2 separate regions of the Mus musculus genome follow, and region 2 is linked to region 1. Evidence: chromatin contacts called from public Hi-C data. All regions are on one chromosome and are shown on one strand. Each heading gives the region's core, a stretch centred on a gene start, on an enhancer-like site or on the middle of the called end of the contact. The rest is flanking DNA. Distances are from core to core; before and after follow the strand shown.

What was found. Hi-C and Micro-C count contacts between places; a contact is called where the count stands out from the background.
Region 2: a Hi-C map of cortical neurons shows a contact between it and region 1, with 4 times the contacts expected there. The contact joins two enhancer-like sites.

The regions. Positions count from the first base shown.
Region 1 is chr2:35,767,049-35,769,748 of GRCm38.p6, forward strand. The region is part of intron 9 of Ttll11 (tubulin tyrosine ligase-like family, member 11); the gene reads right to left. Among named protein-coding and RNA genes, the nearest start is that of 9030204H09Rik, 51 kb to the right of the region's middle. Within about 2 kb of position 1,288, at least 37 of the 459 cell types and tissues checked have an H3K27ac peak or open chromatin away from gene starts, as enhancers often do. A contact at or near this core is called in cortical neurons, where this site is marked.
Region 2 is chr2:36,201,810-36,204,509 of GRCm38.p6, forward strand. No RefSeq gene overlaps it. Among named protein-coding and RNA genes, the nearest start is that of Gm46735, 11 kb to the left of the region's middle. Within about 2 kb of position 1,447, at least 85 of the 459 cell types and tissues checked have an H3K27ac peak or open chromatin away from gene starts, as enhancers often do. A contact at or near this core is called in cortical neurons, where this site is marked.

The sequences.
Region 1 (2,700 bases), core at 38-2,537:
CTAAGTCCCTCATCCCTTTCTCTAGTGGGTTTGAACAGCAGTGTTCCCTTCCTACCATTCCACCCCATTCTGTCTCCAGAACACTCTCTAGGCCTACAATGCCCTGTCCCTGCATCCCGCCTGGTGACTCGTTGCATCTTTCTAATCTCAGTTGCTATTGACCATAGTGAGTTTATTTTTTTCAGTTGCACCTCCCTGATCCACCTCCTGAGAGAAATCACTCTATGCTATGCTCATTGAAAGGTATTTTCTTTTACAGAATTATATCTATCTATCTATCTATCTATCTATCTATCTATCTATCTATCTATAATACTTAGGTTACAGGAAGTTTTCTGTGTTACATGTCTGCCTGGCTGCTCTGAGCAACACCTGTGTGACACACAGCACAACTGTCATCCTACTTGGGCTATCAGTCACTATGCATGAAGACGGGAAGTGCCTCAGGTAGGCTCTGTGTGTGTGTGTGTGTGTGTGTGTGTGTGTGTGTGTGTGTGTGTGTATGTATGTATGTGTAACCAATGTGTCTGGCCTGGAGAAGACACCTGTGAATTAAGCTCCCTTCCTGATTTCATTAAGTCACCAGAGGGACCCAAGCTTGATGGGACAGCGTGTCCCTTGCAGGGCAGCTGCATAGACTCCATACACCCATGTGGTGGCCCTCTACACCCCAAGATGGTGGGTGGTGCCCTTTTACCTAGCTGCACCTTTGAGAATTTAGAGAAGCTGAAGGCTGGGCCTCGGGGGAGAAGGTGGGCTGTAGGGGTGATGTCCACTCACAAGGGGTCCCAGCCCTGTCCTCAAGGAGACAACCCCGAGGCGCTCTTCAGAGCCTGCCTGTCACTTGAGAGGTGAAAGGAGGTAGATCAGTGTCAGAAGATGGAGCAGTGGGTTCCAGCTTGACTCGCATTAGAACGTCACATGGAGCTCAGAGGCAGGAAGGGAAATGCTCCTTTATGCTGGAGTTTATTTTTGTCACCCTGTCAGAGAGAAATTGCAGCCCTGGGGGCATTGGAGCTGCACAGAATTACCCAAAACATTAACATGCAAATTGCCTTCTTTAGAGAAGGTAATTTTATTAGTGCACGAAAATCTGAAAAACCAGTTTCTTTCTTGTACGGTGCCTGGGCACAATCCTGTCCTGGAGCGCACTGGGGAAAGTGAGGAGAGACTTGAACTTTAGGATTTTGTCATCTTCTCTAGTCACACACCCTTAGCATGGCAGCTGGTGGCTGCCAGGTGGTGCTGCCCGGGATGGAGAGAGCAAGTGACTGCCTCGAGATCCATCCCACGTGCCTCAGAGAGCCCGAGGAGTGCCTAAGGAGTGCCTGGAAACCACTGTGGGGACTGGAAGCCTCCGCTCTGAGAACCAAGAGCCGCCTGTTCCTGTGGACGCTTAGTCACATCTATTTTAGAGCACATCTACTTCACAGAACTAAGTCACAGGCCCCCAAAGAGAACCAGGATCTGGCAGGAAGGCACTTGTGGGTATCAGAGGGGAGGGAAGGGAAGGGGAGGGGAGGGGAGAGGAGGAGAGGGGAGGAGAGGGGAGGGGAGGGAGTGCTGGGGCTGATATCAGGGATGGGCACTGCAGGAACTCTTAGGCAGGAAGGGTTTCACAGGGTCTGGTCAAGGCTGTTAAAATGGTGGGAATGGGAGGAATTCCGGGCAGGCAGAAACATCTGAGCAGGGGGGTAGAGATGGGGACCAGCAGTCTATAATAAAGGTGCCCATGGCAGGGGAAAATGGTGGAGGGATGGGGGATGGGAATGCAGAGAGTGCAGACAGCCAGCAGAGGTGCCTTCAAAGGCTGCTCTTTCACTCTGCTGTTGCCCAGTTTGTAACCTGTAGAGCTTGCTTAGAACAGAAAGAAAGAATTCCATGCCCCATGGGATTTTAGGAGGGAGGGGGTTTTCCCAGCCCAAGGGTGCCAAAATGACAGAAGGTTCTATGAGGCTGCGATTACATAAGGCTCCCTCCTCTTTTTAAGCAGTGAACAGGAAAAGCAGGGGCAGAGACGCCCACAGCCACCAAGAAGCTGCTGGGTGATGTCAGGTCTGCCCCAGCAGGGATGTGCACTCTTCCTGGGAGGCTCCACAACCTCCCTCACCCTCACCTGGATGGCAGCTGTGGCGCATAGCCATGGTGGGGGTACAGGGAACTTCTGAGAGACTCAGTGGTTGTCTTTTCTGAAGCCCAAGGGGGTAATGGTGTTGCTATTGGCATTTGGAGCTGAGTAGCTCTTTGCTGGGGCTGCCCAGGACATCATGGGGGTTTAGCAGTATCCCCAGCCACTGCCTGCTAGATGCTGGTGACAGTTCTGCCCACAGTGGTGACCAGACACGCTCACACCCTGGGAGAACTTGGGGCTCGGGCTTTAAGCCCTGTGACTTTCTGTTCCAGTGGAATGAATGCACACTTGAGAAGGAAACCTTGGCACTGTGCTCTCTGCTGGAGACCTTGGTCTAGCTGGGACCCTCCGAGAGCCCACGTGCAGACCGATCAGATAGCACTTTTGAGTTTTAGGACGCCCAGCTTTATCGCAAGATTCCACAGAAAGCCTCTGCCAGTGATTCGTGAGACACATTCATGGTAGGTGCTGACTGATGGAGCTGAGTGTGCCCAAGTTCCAGGTGGGGGCCGTGCATTCATGGAAGAGGCTCCCGGGGCCCCACGGTAGTCCAGGCTGGCCTTATACTT
Region 2 (2,700 bases), core at 197-2,696, 430 kb after region 1:
AGGAGCCCCTTGACTGGTTCTTTCCCTATTTGACCAACTCTTCAAAATGCAAACCATGCAGAGACTCTCTACTGCTCCCAGAAATATGAATTCCTACCCTAAGGTCTTACCAGGAATTTGACCAGGACAGGTGCTCATGAGGGCACTCCAGCTGGGTCCTCGTGCTCAGCCTAGCTCCTCATCCCTTCAGGGACTTTGCAAAGTCTGCTCCTTCTACCCAGAATGCTCCAGACTGAAGTGACCACTGCCGCATGGTAGCCTTCCCTAGTTTTTAGTAGCCTTCCCTAGCTGAGTTAGTGAGACAGAAAGAGAAATCCCAGAGATTAGCACGCAAAAGGCGACATGGAGAGGTTGGGAGCCCTTAGTTTAAGAGAGCATTGTTAGCCAAGGGAGCAGCTCTGTAAAGCCCTAGTCGCCTGCACTTGGGAGGGGCGGGTACTTTGTAAATGACTCATAACTGAGGTCCTGCCTCACTTCTTTCTTGCCTCCGTGGAGCCAGATCACAACGGAGGAAAGGTTTCAGCAGCCTGGTTCCAGCAGCCTCTCGGCTCTAATAAACCATCGCCTTTCCTGTAACCATCCATGTCCCCGTACAGTTCATTGTAAAGGGGCATCGGAACCTGAGAAACCCAGCGCCTCATCTCCAGACTCAGATCCCGATCCGTTCTATCAGTGTCCACTGACAGCTGTCCTATGCCCCTGGACCTTCCGCCTCACCACAACGACCGATCTGATTGTGTGTAGCCTTTAGTTTTCCTTCTGCCCAGACCTTGAGTGCTGAGATGGCAGGAACCTTCTTAATCCCCCACAGCCTGCTCAGTGCCACGAAGGAAGCCTCACACATTGTCCATTTGGCAAGGACCTGCTGAATGAACAAATGGATTTAACAGTATTTGTCAGCTGCATAGGGTGGGTTTATCATTCATCAAACGCGTCTGCGTCTTGGTCCATGCTTGTTGAGTATCCTCTGAGGCTGCCTCCACAGGTTCCAGAGGTGAACCAGTCACCATACGGCTGCTGATCTCTCAGCCTGAAAGAAGAGACTGACATCCCCCAGGTAAAATCATAAGATAACGCCAAGTACAGGAAGACAAAGCCGACGCTAGAGTGGAGAGGGATGTCAGAGAACATCTCTCCCAGGTGACATCTCAGAGGGATGAGTCCTGGCTTCTGAGACACGACTCTCCCCTGCTTGTGGTTGGTTGGACCCAAGGAGCATCCAGGTGTGGCGAACCCGGATTCTCAAACCCTTCCCGTTGGAGCAAAGACTCAGGAGGGGGCCTTCTGTGCGGTGGGTGGGTGCGTGAGGCGGCGCGGAAACCTCAAGCTGCTCTTCGTAGCAGCTGTGACTGGGTTCTTTCTGCGTGGTGAGAGGCGGGTTGCTTTGTGCACCGAGGCCTCAGCTGATTGTGGCCAGGCGCTTGGCACCCACAGACCGCGACCGCCAGGGTTTACCGAGCACCCCCGGCGCCCGGGCGGGCCGTGCGCAGCGCGCCAGCCCAATCTCGCCTCCTATATTCAGAGTTGATTAGACGCTATTTCTGCCTGGATTTTTCAGAAGGCTCAAGAGCTTTTTTAATCACTACAGTGGCTCATTACGCTTTTGCAGTGACACTCATGTCCTTCAGTTCTCTTCTCAGATTAGATTCTATAGTCAGATGAATATTGGATGATTTCATTACATACAAATGCAATCAACAGTTTTGCATAAATTTCTTCTCTTTTCTTGAGTTTCAATTGACCCCAGCACCCGTGGTGGCAGGCGCGATCCACATGCAAATGAGCTGGGTTTGCAGCGGAGGGGAGGGGCTGAGAGGAGGCGGGCACTAGCTCCAGCCGGGGGAGGCGGCAGCCTTGATTGCTCAGGCTTTGGGAGAGGGGCTTCGAGGAGCCAGGGGTGGTGTGCGGTGGAGGGGGCTTGTGTCTAGCCTTACGCTGGCCCAGGACTCCCAGTCTGTTCTCCAGGTGATCCGAAGCATAGGCATGCAGACTATCTGGGCTCAAAATGGACAGTGGAGCCCCTGACCTGGGCACCTGGGCTCACGGCAGGATGCTAGAAGTGACTCGGTGGAGGTTCTTTTTAACAACATGTGTTTTACTGTTTTAGCAACTAGCTGGTGGGTCTCCCTGAGCATTCCTGCTACGTGGTGGCTCTGACCAGATGAGAGCCCACGGTGCTGTTGTTATTATCATTATAGCATCATTATTCCTTGTGGGAGCTTATGCTGTGGTTCTGAGAGCAATCAGCAAACGGTGAAAGCCAGCCTAAGGCACTTGGCAGAGTTGAAACCTGTCTCATAGTTGTTCTCCCCGTCTCTTTCTCGATTTCTCCAGCTCTTTTGTGATGAAGGAAGACTCTTAAGGAGTTGAGCCTCTCGAGACTCCTACAGACTCTTACAGATGTTTGGCAACTCTGTTTCCCTCGGACTGGCCAGCTCTTTCAATGCAGAGCTCATTTCTGATTCACAGGATCCCTTGATGAATGGAGGCATTCTGCACCCTGCCCCAGAAGCACCTGTCTGTCTGCACCTGGGCTCTGAGTCTCTCAGCCCATCTCTCCTTGCTCTCCTGCCTGTGATAGCCCTGAGGTCAGCAGGTAGCAAGCCGGACATGGGAGCTGAAATCACCTTCCCTAGAGCTAAACAGAGTCTCTAAGACTGACTTGAGTTTCTCATCAGAGTTTGCCTCCAGGTGTTCCTA